Linked DNA regions of Gadus morhua: region 1 is linked to region 2. A link is a contact called in public Hi-C data. All regions are on one chromosome and are shown on one strand. The core of a region is the stretch at or near the end of the contact, and the rest is flanking DNA. Distances in the headings are between cores, read along the strand shown.

What was found. Hi-C and Micro-C count contacts between places; a contact is called where the count stands out from the background.
Region 1: a Hi-C map of spleen shows a contact between it and region 2, with 5 times the contacts expected there. The contact joins the promoter of trip4 here to the promoter of gramd2aa in region 2. A contact is called at or near these places in 5 of 6 Hi-C or Micro-C datasets (blood, gill, gonad and 2 more).

The regions. Positions count from the first base shown.
Region 1 is chr14:17,902,980-17,909,554 of gadMor3.0, reverse strand. It overlaps trip4 (thyroid hormone receptor interactor 4), which reads left to right and starts at 2,232. Exons shown (of 14, transcript XM_030377102.1): 1 at 2,232-2,407; 2 at 2,690-2,874; 3 at 3,012-3,139; 4 at 3,825-4,043; 5 at 4,317-4,392; 6 at 4,932-5,037; 7 at 5,276-5,491; 8 at 5,626-5,755; 9 at 6,162-6,349; 10 at 6,445-6,569. The coding sequence starts at 2,328. It also overlaps the pseudogene LOC115558939.
Region 2 is chr14:17,732,342-17,738,659 of gadMor3.0, reverse strand. gramd2aa (GRAM domain containing 2Aa) reads left to right here and starts at 4,431. Exons shown (of 13, transcript XM_030377301.1): 1 at 4,431-4,513; 2 at 4,965-5,227. The coding sequence starts at 5,094. It overlaps znf609b (zinc finger protein 609b), which reads left to right. Exons shown (of 8, transcript XM_030376382.1): 6 at 1-271; 7 at 380-733; 8 at 1,699-4,205. The coding sequence ends at 1,742.

The DNA of each region.
Region 1 (6,575 bases), core at 983-3,482, 170 kb before region 2:
ATGGCAGAGATCATGCCTGCCACCTCCGACTCAGTCCCTTTAATAGGTAAAGTTCACTCCTATTGTGCTATAGAAAGATGCCATCATGTCTGGTAGATGAATGTGATGGAAACTAAATGCTAGAGAATAGACCGAATAAAAAGCCCTTATTCCATTTATTAAATTCGATGTTTAAATATATAAGACATAATGAATGTTCTTACTGGCAGTCTTTTGTGAGTTACTTTCTGACAACCACCCTTCAGCAACTTACTTACTTACTTGAGAATTTCGTAGTTCAGATATTAATTTTCTTTTAATGGAGTAATTGGCTGCAGAAGGAAAGTGACATTACGCAAGTGGAAATTTGAAAAGTTTAAACTTAGAATTGAATCATTTGTACTTAATGATAAGAACAAGTTAACAGCCTAGAGGTTATTCTATGCTGTAAAGTGTAAACTCTTCAGCATAGATTGAGGTCAGCATGCAGACAAATTTAGATCAGCATACAGACACACTTATTCTGATCCTCCCCAGACCTGTGTGGTCCTGCTGAATTGGTGTGCCTGGTTCCTGCGTATGAAGCGCCCCGGGAGGCCAGGGTGCACCCGGGCCGCCACAACAAGACCACGTGCAGTAGTCCGTTCAGCGTGGACCTCAATGCCAGCTCCTCATCCTCCCACCTGGCCACCAGCAACCCGCTCTACATCGGCTTCAGGGGCCTGGAGACCATGCCTCTCTCCACCACCACCACACCCCCCGACTCGGGGATGGGCTGTGAACGCGGCGCCGGCCAGGTCGGCAAGAGGTCCCTCCTGGGCAGCCTGGAGCAAGATTTGGGGAAAGATCCTGAAAGGGGGGGCACTACGTCGGCAAGCGCTTCCGAGACCAAGACGAGGAGGAGATGCTGAGCAACGAGTGGTTTTTCCTTTGTGCAACGAGTGGAAGTTTGCTGCGTCTGTCATAGACCGCTACCGTCTTACTATTTATTTACCCTCCTCGGCACCCTCGACCTCCTCATGCCAGCGCCTAACTTTGTGGAGGCCATTTCTAAGGAGTTCTTCAACTGAAGTGGCTGTTTCTGAAAATGGGATTTCTGGTCAAGACATTCAATCGTGAAACCAATCAAATGTTTTTATTGTTATGGATAACTTTCCTTTTTTGATGTAGGATACCAGTCAGTCTAATAATCATTATGTATGGATTACCAGCAAGTGTATGTCTTAGACGGGTCAACTGTATAACATGTATCCAGGCCCACAATATGATGCTATAAAGTATAATTCTGTATTGCATCATTTACTATGAGAACTACATCCTCTATGATATATACGAAATGAAATTTCAGTTTTGCATTACCTATATCCAGAAATACAAAACACAATCCAGTTACGTATTATAGACAGAGATACAGAACACAAACTGCTTATCAATTACGTTTTTGTGTATGGAGAATGAATTGCAGACATTTGGTTGTTGTTGTTTTCATCATCCATTATTACCCATCGTCCTGTACTAACCTTTTAATGCTCATGTTGAATTTAGTGAGTCATATGTTGCACATTTAATTAATGTGTTTGTTTGTGTGAGCACATGAGCATATCTTCACATAGCCTCTATAAAGAATGTATCGCTTTACCAATATGGTAATTATCTCATCAAAGACAATATAACCATATAAATAATTAACTAACTAAAGAAACATCACCCATTATGGACTTATTTTCTTGAGGCATAATCATTTTAAGTTAGATCTTTTCTGATTAAAAATACCAAATACATAATGCGTTTTAAACTTCGTAAAGACTTTCTTTGTATGGTTTATTTTTTCATTTTTCAACAAATGTCCCATTTAATGTTTCCGTTTTTATTATGTAAAATAAAATACCGTCGCTATTTTCTGTGAATAGTGAGATAACAAAATCTGTTCAGTAATACTGAGCATTATATTCAATAGCCTGACAAAAGCAATATTCACCATATTCAGGATATCTGCAAATGCTAGAAAAACCTGAAACTAACTTTCTTAAGAATGTGGAGCTGCCACCCAGTGACCATATGGAATAGGTACATATTCCCCAACGTACATTACTAGCACATTTGAGGTATTTATTGGACGTTTTAATATTAAGTCTAATATTTATTCTATACATATATATTATCTTATATTTTCCAGAATATTTAATTTTATTATTACAGTTTTATTTTGGGAGAGTGTCTGTTCGGGGCGGAACTTTCGATCACTACTCTGATTAGGCAGGAAGACTTTTTGTGTTGCGACGTGGTATCATTTGCCGGTTGTGAAGAAATATATAGATATTTTACATTTGGTTCTACTGATTATTGAAATGTCCGATGCTTTGCTTAGCTGGTGTGTCGACCAGTTACACCACAAGTTCGGGCTTGAGGCATGTGACGACATTGTCCGGTAAGTGAAATATAAGAAGCTGGCTGCTTGTTGTCTGCTAGCTAGTTAGCAGCAGTAACGTGTTTTTATAAATATGCAATGGTAACGCTTCAGTTTAAACAGCTGTATTGTCTGTCAGGTAAATAGCTTACCCACTATTTAAAGATTTCTTGCATACTATAAATGTTTATACTACTTTAGATTAATTGTGTTAGCTGTCAGAACTGATATATACAGTGTAGCTCATTGGCAATACTTTGATTGTTTACAACCGTCCATAAATCGTATCATTGTGCTTTTCAGATATATTTTAGACATTGAGACTGCGGAAGAGATAGAGGAATATGTGGGAGACCTGCTCCAAGGAACAGACGGGAGAAAGAGACATTTTATTGATGAGCTCCTGATCCGATGGCAGAGGACCCAGAGGCTCGTCACGGACAACAACCCTGCTCATTTTCTTCCAAAGGAATCAGGAATGGGAGATGGTTAGTAGTATCCATGAATACTAACCTAACGTTGACATTTAAATGTTTTAATGATTATTCACATTAAGGCAATTTAACATTCACTGACACGTTTTATGTTCTACACACTAGTACTGACACGAGTTATTTTTGCCCAGATGTTTTTGACGTAACCAAAGACTCTCAGAAAAAGAAGAGAAAGGGCCGGAACAAGCAGGAGGTCATAACTTTGAGCCCAGCGGAACCTGAACCAGAGGCTGTCAGGACCCCCATTGACCTCATAAAGGTAAGTACAGCTCACATATATAAATCATCCTTCCTTGAAAAATTACAATATTGTTTCACCTACATTAATAATGGATTACAACAACGGGACACAACAATGGAAGAATTGTCCATTCACAATGTTTGCATCCATAGCCGCATAAAATGTTGTTGTAGCTTTGATCCTTACTTAAGAAGCCCTTTTCACTGTCAGTCATATGTGTTGAAAGAGATTTGAACATGGCAAGGACTATATAGTTCACTGTTCAAGGAAAGTACAACTAGTAAAACCCAGTCACTGACGTTTTAATCCATCAATTCACCAAGTCACGTTTTGGCGTGTTCCTGAGGGCCCTATTCTATAATAACTAAGAAGTGCTAGTTTTATAATGAAATAGTTCTTCTTATTTTGTAGTTATCAACACTCAAATACAACATCTGATTCAAAGTATTTTCCTTAACTGAAATACAAAGTGTGTGTGTGTGTGTGTGTGTGTGTGTGTGTGTGTGTGTGTGTGTGTGTGTGTGTGTGTGTGTGTGTGTGTGTGTGTGTGTGTGTGTGTGTGTGTGTATATATATTAGATCTAGCCTGCTCCAGAGGAGAGAGATATCAATCTATCTGCAAATGGTTTTAAGGAGGCTGCCAGCTTCAATACATACAAACACTTGCTGACACTTCTCCTCTCCGCCATTGCTTCCATCCACAGGCCCAAGAAGGCAGCCTAACAACCTCCTCCAAGAAGAAGAACAAGTTTGTCAATCTCTACGCTAAAGAGGGTGAGGGCAAGCTGACCGTCATGCTCCCGGGGCGCCATGGCTGCGAGTGCCTTGCTCAGAAGCACAACCTCATCAACAACTGCCTCAGCTGCGGGCGCATCGTGTGTGAGCAGGAGGGCTCAGGCCCTTGTCTCTTCTGTGGAAACCTGGTGAGTGAGAGGCCCGGGGGTAGGCAGAGAGAAAATTAGAGAAACCTAGTGGGAGAACGAGAGAGTGAAAAGAAAAGTAATAACAATAGTAATCTAGTCACCATGCATGGTTTTTATTAGCAACATGATTGTATTGTTGTTGTTTTTGTACCCAAAATGTACTTCACCAAATTGATATATCAATATTATATTGTAATGGTATTATTGTGAATGTTATTCTGTTTATTTAAATACAGTTGATTTGATTACACCTTCACTCACCCACAAATAAAGGTGTGCACCAGAGACGAGCAAGAGATTCTTCAGCGGGACTCCAACAAAAGCCTCAAATTGCGAAAGAAACTCATGGGTGGGTGAAAACACAAGCAGGAGCTCAATTGAGGAGGACAAACCTAAAAAGTTTAAATTGTAATTCCAGCAAAAATTGAACCCAGGGTCCTTTTCGGCATGAAAACACGTAAAATAAGCCCTCCTGACACTTTTTTGGTTGACCAATGAGTATAGAGCTTGCCCGGAGCGACGCTAACAGCCCAAATGGCTCCATGCTATTGGCTAGGGGCACAGCGAACGCTTCAAAACTGCATTTTTTTAAACCACAAATATTGCTCAAAATAGCAAAATACCACTGCAGTAGCATGACTAGGGTCCCTACACATAAAACAAAGCTTCAACAACTTTGTTGTTTTTAACCTGGAATCCATTTTGGCTGTCAGTGTTGTTGCAGGGGAGCTCTATACTCATTAATCAATGATAAAAGGGTCTGGAGGGCTTATTTTAAGTGTTTTCATGCCGAAAAAGACCCTGGGTTAAATATTTGCCGGAATTACACTTTAAAGGGCTGATGTTTTCCTTTATGTTTGTCTCATGGTGCTGGGCTGTGTCTTTTAGAGTCCTCAGACAGAGATTATCTCCCACACCAGGAAGCTCGGATGAACGCAGGCTTAGAAAAGGCGCTCCAACATAAAGACAAACTTCTGGAGTATGATAAGAACAGGTATTATGGAATCCATAGTGCTATTAATATCACCACCATTTTTCTTCTGTAATAGCAACAATTGTGGGGGTTATAGAATCAGAAGAATGGCTTGGCTACAATGCCTTTGTCATACATTTAAAACAACATGTTGGGGATCGTAAAGATACGGTGGTGTTAAACCTTTTACAAAGAATCAAATTGTTTATGTTCATTCGTTCATCATCATGGTCTTGATGTGTTTTTCATGTGTTTACAGTGTGAGGAGAACCCAGGTCCTGGACGATGAGTCGGACTACTTTGCCACCGATTCCAACCAGTGGTTGTCACCAAGTGAACGGGAGAAGCTGAGGAAGCAGGACGAGGAGCTACGGGAACTGCGCCATGCTTCGCGAAAAGACAGGAAGATCACCCTGGACTTTGCTGGTAGACAAGTTCTTGATGAGGGAGAGAACTTTGGCCAGTACTACAATAAGTGAGTATAGACATCCATCTTTCTTTTGATTTTGTGATCATGATTTATTTATATTATTTATCTGCTTTTCTGGACAAATACAATTATTAAGAAAGACAGGTAGACTCTCCTCTGACAAAGTGTAATGATTGCAGGCTGGATGAGGCTGTAAAGGCAATAAGCACTGACTCTTTCTTGAAGTCCCCACGGCGCTCTGGGGACCACGGCGGGCAGCAGCCCCTCGGAGGGTTGGTCAACCCTAACATTGTACAGGCGGCTCCCCGAGTGAGTGTCCAGTCACCTTGGTTACAGGGTTGGATTCATTATCTGTTGCATTTACTTTAAAATGTTTTTGAACCGTGGAAGACATTTGGGAAAAAAGTCCTTACTTTTCTAAATACATCCACCAATGCTTCGTATTGCCTTTGCTTAAAGGGCTCATGTCATGGCTCCAGGTGTGGGTGTGATTAGCTGGTACACGCCGTTTGGCACAGGGAAGGAATGGTTTTCATAGTGACATCACAAGTGGGTGTGTCCACCTAGACACACCTGGAGGCCTTTTAAAGAGATGTTTTAATGCAAACCAACCAAATTGATGCACTTGACCCTCCACAATTTGTATTTACTTTCATCATTATGATAAGCTTTCACAAGCGATATTTCCACTGAAACAAAGTTTGTGTTTTCCCAGTGGGTGGACGTAGGGGGCAGCTCCATGCGGCAACCAGAGAAAGGTGTGGCTTTACCGGAAGACAAGGCTGGGCCAGAGCGATCCAGGCTGAGGCTCCAGGACCGAGAGCTGCAGGAGATCTCTGATGGAGGCTGGTGCCTAAGCATGCACCAGCCGTGGGCTTCGCTGCTGGTCAAGGGCATCAAGAGGTGAGCGGAACCGCAACCTATCCAAATACCAACACATGCCATAGGACAGTCAAATGTGCTTATGGGTACCAAATGTGCCACATTTTTCATTTTAGAATGGAGGGGCGAACTTGGTACACGTCCCACAGGGGCCGCCTATGGATTTCCGCTGCGGCCAAGAAGCCAACTCCTCAGGAAATAGCTGAGGTGGAGTCCATGTACTGCCAGCTCTACAAGAAAGGTACGC
Region 2 (6,318 bases), core at 3,182-5,681:
GACGACCGCCCAAGGCCCAAGGACCCTAGTGGTGGCCCCAAAGAGGAGGGCAAAGAGGGGGGAGGTGACCCCCGCATCTCCTCTGAGGACCACCGGGCCATGGGCAAAGACCCACCAATGCGCACCAATGCCCACATGCAGTTCTCATCGCCACTTGCACAGCACCAGGGCTACATGCCTTACATGCATGGCTACCCGTACGGGCAGGGCTACGACCCCAGTCACCCAGGGTACCGGGGCATTCCACCCGTCATGATGCAGAATTACCCAGGTATTGAAAATACAATAAGAAAAACAATCTCTACAACTCTACAGCTTGTTTTCAATTATTTTATTTGATATGTTTGTAATGATTAATTATAATTATTTCCATTGCCAGGTTCTTACATACCTGCAGGTTACCCGTTTTCCCCATATGGGGTCAAAATAGCGGGAGGCGAGGAGGGCGGCGACAAGTTGCGTGCCAGCCCCACCGTCACCAAGTCAGCCACGGACTCTAAAGCCCTGGACATCCTGCATCAGCATGCCAGCCAGTACAAGAGCAAGTCGCCCACGGTGGGCGACAAAGCCTCCCACGAGAGGGGGGAGCGGGATCAGGAGCGAGGGATGGGGACAGAGCGGGAGAGAGACGCAGATCGCCCGCGCTCCTCGCCCTCCCAACGCATCATGCCCTCCCACCACCACCTGGCCTACCCGCTTCTCTCGGGACAATATGACCTGTCTTACGCCACCGGTGAGTGCTACACCTGCTTAGATGTTGGATCGCCTACATGGAATTATGTTCTGACGTTTGTTGGCCCAAAGTGTCTATGCTCATTTATTATAGGATAACCATTCTATGCATACAGATCTTTTTGTTATATTGTGCACATCGAATGGGACATTGTTTTATGTATTGCACAAGAAGATCCTTTTAAACAGTGCATGATGATGGGGCTTTTTGCAAAGGAATGTATAACTGCCCGTCTAAGAAAAATGGTGACACCGCCTCAGAGACTGATGTGGACGATAAGATGAAACTACTGAGATGGACAAGAGTGCCGTCAGCTAAACGGCCAAACAAGAGGAGGGCACAAAGCAGACAGTCACGTGCATAAACAATGCTGCAAGGGAAGTCCATTACAGAGCACCGAGGCGTATAAATCTGAGCAGCGTTATTGAGCAGACCATTTTTTGTCCCGCCCCCTGACACAGGGGAATGCTTTTCCCTGCCTGTTAGTTTTTAATTGAATTTGAACCAAAGTCAAATGCCTCTGATACTCTATCCTGATAGAGTGGTAGTTGTAGATTTTTGTTAGTCGTAACCTGTAAAGAGGCTTAGCCAAACAAAGCCCTCACTGCGACGCATCAAGCAAACACCATGTGCAGTGCAGCACTTAGCCACTCGGCTCATCTGTTCTAAGCAGGTCTTCTGAGGACAAGTGGATCACTGCGTTGATAATAGAGAGACGCACAGGGGAAATGGAACCGGCTGCCAATCCCAGCTACCAGGAGCTACATCCACCTCTAGTGGCGGCTCGTGCAACATACCACAGCTTGTTGACTATAATTGAGGGGTTGGCGGGGTTTCCCATCGATGAACAGAGTGATCCATGCCTACAATATGTTTATCCATTTTTTTTATTTCATATTTGCCTATGTTTTAGATTTTACTAAACAGTGCATTCAATTGCTGTCTCCTTCTCTCCATGCCGACAGGTAAACCTGACCGACACAGCTCCACCCTGCAGAGATTCATGTGACTGGATCACATGGGAAGAGGCTCGCCCGGGGGGTTCCCTTTTGGACATCAGTTGAATGGTGTTCCTGTCTAGATTTTTTGTTCTTCTGTCCCAATGCCTGACAGAATGTTGCCCCCCCCCACTCGCCGCCTCCTGCAACCCCTTCAACCTGTTACCTTCTGGTGAATGCGCGCCCCCCACACAAGAGGATGAGACCCCCCCGACTTCTCCAAACCTCGGACAGTAGTAGGACTGATATAACCCAGGTTCAAAGCCATCGCTCTCTGCCCGAAGTGCAGAGGAAACATCAACCCGCTGATAATCTAGTCTTTGCACTGTCAACAAATACAATGCAAAAAGAGAACTGACAGCAGATATATATTTTTTTTTATTATTGTTGTTTTGACTGCATTGTTGTTGTTTTGTCATGCGCATAATGAAATTGGCAAGGGATTCTTTTCTGGGGGGTTGGCTGAGAGGAAAGGGGAGTCGAACTCAATAAACAAATGACAAAATAAAGTGAATCATGTTGAAATGATTGAACTATATGTCGAGAAACAACAGTATATCCTTAACTTGACAGATGTGTTGGCTATATTAGACGGGAAGAGGGAATACTTTCTGCAGAGACTCGAGAGCCTGAGATTGAAGTTTCCATTCCATTGTTATTGATTAATCCCCCCCCCCCCCCTGCCGCTGTGTTTCAGGGATGATGTCATGTCTTGCAGAAAGGCCGCAAACACCTCATTGGAGAATAAACACTATTAATTATTGTTTTTTTCTTAAACATTGTTGCTTTCCTAGATGTGTGTGTTTATCTTTCCCTCACATTGAAATGGCCACATAATTAGTTCTTTCTTTACTAACGCTCATTGCTACTCACTTGGATAGTTAGGCTTCATTCAAACATTATCAATGCATTGTAAGAAACACTGATGCTACATGAAGCTTCACTTTAAGGTGTGATGTCAGACACCCAACAGCTGCTAATACCAATATAAGCCTCTTAGGCGAAGAAGGAACCAATTTAAAATAGATAGAAATAAAAATAGACAGCATAAAGATTAGCTTGGAACAGACTATGTCAAATGGACAGCCTGTTGATGTCAACCCCTTAAAATACTTTTACCCCTTAAAATAAGTCCCACATAAGCCATTCAACAAATTTTGCACACCAAGCAACAAATGCATTTTTCAATTGGGGCCTAGAAAGAACAAGATTGTAGGCTCTGTGAACATTACGATTCACTTTACTCCCTGTAATCCTCTGGGGGTTTCATGTAACATCTGATTCACGTGCCATTCACATGGATTTTATGTCTTAGTTGTAGGCATGTTCATGGGAATTGGAAATGGCACATGCATTAGTTAGTCGTGATTTCTATGTTGTGAAAAATGCAGGTATGATGGGCCCGGCAACATTCATTTCCTTTTTTTTTTATGATCTGTTGACGGAATTCTGTTTGTTTGAGGCATCCGAATTATCAGTAAAGAGTGGTCACGTGGTCAGCAAGTTTTATTCTCTCAACCTCTCCTTGCTCCTAAATGTGTTCTTTTTTTTTGGGGGGGGTGGGGGTACGTTTCTAGCTTGCATATATGATAGTTTCATGGTTGACGTGATCCGAGATTTATGTCAAGCCACCAACTCGTCTCCACTTTGATACCCTCTGAAGTCACATCGCCCCCATAAGGTGTCCGGGGCACCACTCTCATGCAGGAAGCACCAATCTGAATTCAAAGGGTTCCAGGACATTGTCACTCTGCAGGGGTCAGCCACAGCCTCTGAAGTGTGTGCATTGCAAAGCAGAACGTTGGTGTGATATGAATCGGAAGAATGTGACTGTCTTTGTACTTAATCTGGTAGGATAATCTAGGCAGCTGTGATGTTGTCTTTAAAGTCAGTGGGGTTTAGTACCAGAAAGCTGCATACCTATAGTTTTATCAGACAATGGTTGTGAAAAGTGCATTTGTTCTCTCTCTGAGAGTAGTAATGTTATCTCGGTAGTTAAAACAAAACACAGTGAAGAATCATATATACTTAAAATGTATGAAAAGCCAGAAACAGTTATGTTTGCTATCATCCTAATGGAAAGTGCTTGGCTCTGTATTTTGCAGGAGTGTATTTCTTTTTTTTCTTTTTGCTTTGGTGAAGAGCATATTTATTGGCAGGCGGTTGTCTCAATTGGTGCCTAGCTGAACCCTCTCCTGTGAAAAACAGAGACAACTGCTTGTTTGTCCTACCTGACCCACCTACTGTCACTCTAAACCTCAGAGTACCTGTCACTCAACCGGTACTTGCAAGGATGTTTACAATGTGTTAATTTCTTTCCATGTGACAAAATTCAGAACCCCCCCCCACCCCCCACCCCCCATGTCAGGAGTTTGTGTAAAGTGTACATTACCATGGTTCTTCTTTTATACAATACTCTGTAACTTGCCTTTGTAAATTTGGGCTGAAAAAAAAATAAATCTTTTTATGAGATAGTCTGTCCTTGTGAGCATGCTTAAAGGGATTAACAGAACCAATACAAACTGCAGTGACTATGTTTCAATGTTTGTGAAATAATTGTATTATTTCAATATTGTATGTACAACTTGGTTATGGGGTCCGACGCTCCGAGTGTAATTTGGCCATTTGGCCACAAGAGAGCAGTAGTCTACCTTAAAATAGGCACTGTGTGCGCGCGTCAACGTTAGCATGAACAATGTGTCAAACAAAAACACTAATATTTTCGAGGTCGATAAACTCCATCTCCTTTCTCGCCTACGGATCCATTTAAATATGTAGTAGGGTAGGTAAATATTTTTTCACTTCAGGTAGCAGACTAGACGTCACACGACGCAGTAGACTATTACGATTGTGTAGAAAATCTGAAAGCATTGTTGAGGAATAGACACGTAATGGTTTATTTTATGCCGTTTGTCATACCTGTGATATATCGAGGTGTATCAGCAAGCCTCGATGTGTAAGCCTCCTTCCATGATACTGTTTTTGCACTCAAATCTTCCATCATCAGATTCTGTGTACGGATGCATTTAAATAATGCTGCAGTTGTGAAATAGGGCGATGATGATTTGTTAGGGATGATAATCCCGAGTACATCTTAAATGTGATAAACCTCTGGTCGGGAGGGGAAGGGCTGGACCACAGATCCACGGAAGGGGGGGATAGAGAGTGGCTGTGGGCTGGGCAGCCGGCTACCGACAGCAATGTGCTGAGCCAATGGTTTTTCCAAAGGACAGCTGGTTGGCATCAGGGCGGTGAGATTGGTGGAAGGATCCTGCAGGAAGCCATCGTTTATTCGTGTACCACCTTCCGCTCGCATTCGGAAGAAGAGGTTGAACCGGGGGACAGTTTTCCAGAAGGTGTACATGGGATGCACTATCTACGCAGCTAGCCCCCAGGGCCTGCCATCCGACCAGGCCCCTGGTCGGGACAGATACTACATGCATCACCGCCACCCCCATGGTCACTGCAGCCAGAGGATAACCGCCGATAGAGTCAGGTCAGTACAGTTGTCATCGCCTTGCCGCATCCGGCCACTCACCGTTTGTCAGGTGCCCGAATTAATATTATGATGGACATGTCGAGTAGAACATGGCTCACGTTAGTATTGCATGTTTTGCAGGATCAGAATAAAAGACATGAGACAATATAAGGGAAAAATAGCATGGCATAAATTACCAAAGGACATCTTTACATTGGAAAATAAATCAACGCTTCTGGGAAGCACACTCGTAGTAGCTATAATGAGAGTTAATTTTTGTTCCAGTAGGCTATTCGTCGTGTCTATGAGTTATTTGTAGGATATTCATGTTGATTTGGAATTTGGTTTGCTCTACCTTTATCATAAAGCCACGCAGTGACTGCCAAAAAGAATAGCCTACCAGCTACGTCCTTTTTAATTCTAATTTGAAGAGCACTGGTGAAATTAATAGATTAGAATTAACATTTTCAAATAGGCCAAATTGTCCATTTTGGTCAACATATGGAAATCACTGTAGGTCGACTGCTCTTGCATACAGTCAAATACAGTCGATTATAGGCTACAGACGAATCAATGTTTTATTACATTTAATAAATTAAAGACTGATTAAATTCTGCTACATCAAAAGTCATAATGTTAAAAGTAAATGTGCCGCATATAGTGCATTCATCGGTATATATTGATATATTTGGTCTCAGTCTCATTCTCTCTTGACTTCGCATTCGTTCTTTCTGAAAATGTTATTCTGACATTGTTGCAATGTTTGCCATCTCTCTTTACACCAATCTATTTCCGTGTACAGCAATCAGTAGGCCTAACCGTGCGTTCACACCAAAAGCGAATTTTGTCTCCTGTTCGCGTGGTCGCCTGAGTTTGCTCGCACGAGTAGTCACAAACAGGGCCGGAGTGGACCTCCCTTTCAGCCCGGGAGTTACATGATGCAGACAGGCCCACCCAAATTGGGTGGAGCGGACGGGGGTGCTTTACTTTGTACGAGCCACTGAACAATGAAACCCTGTAGGCTACTTGACACAGCTGTCGTGTCTACAAACCAATGACAAACAATTGACACACAAGTGAAAAATCAACTAAAGAACCCATTCTAGTTT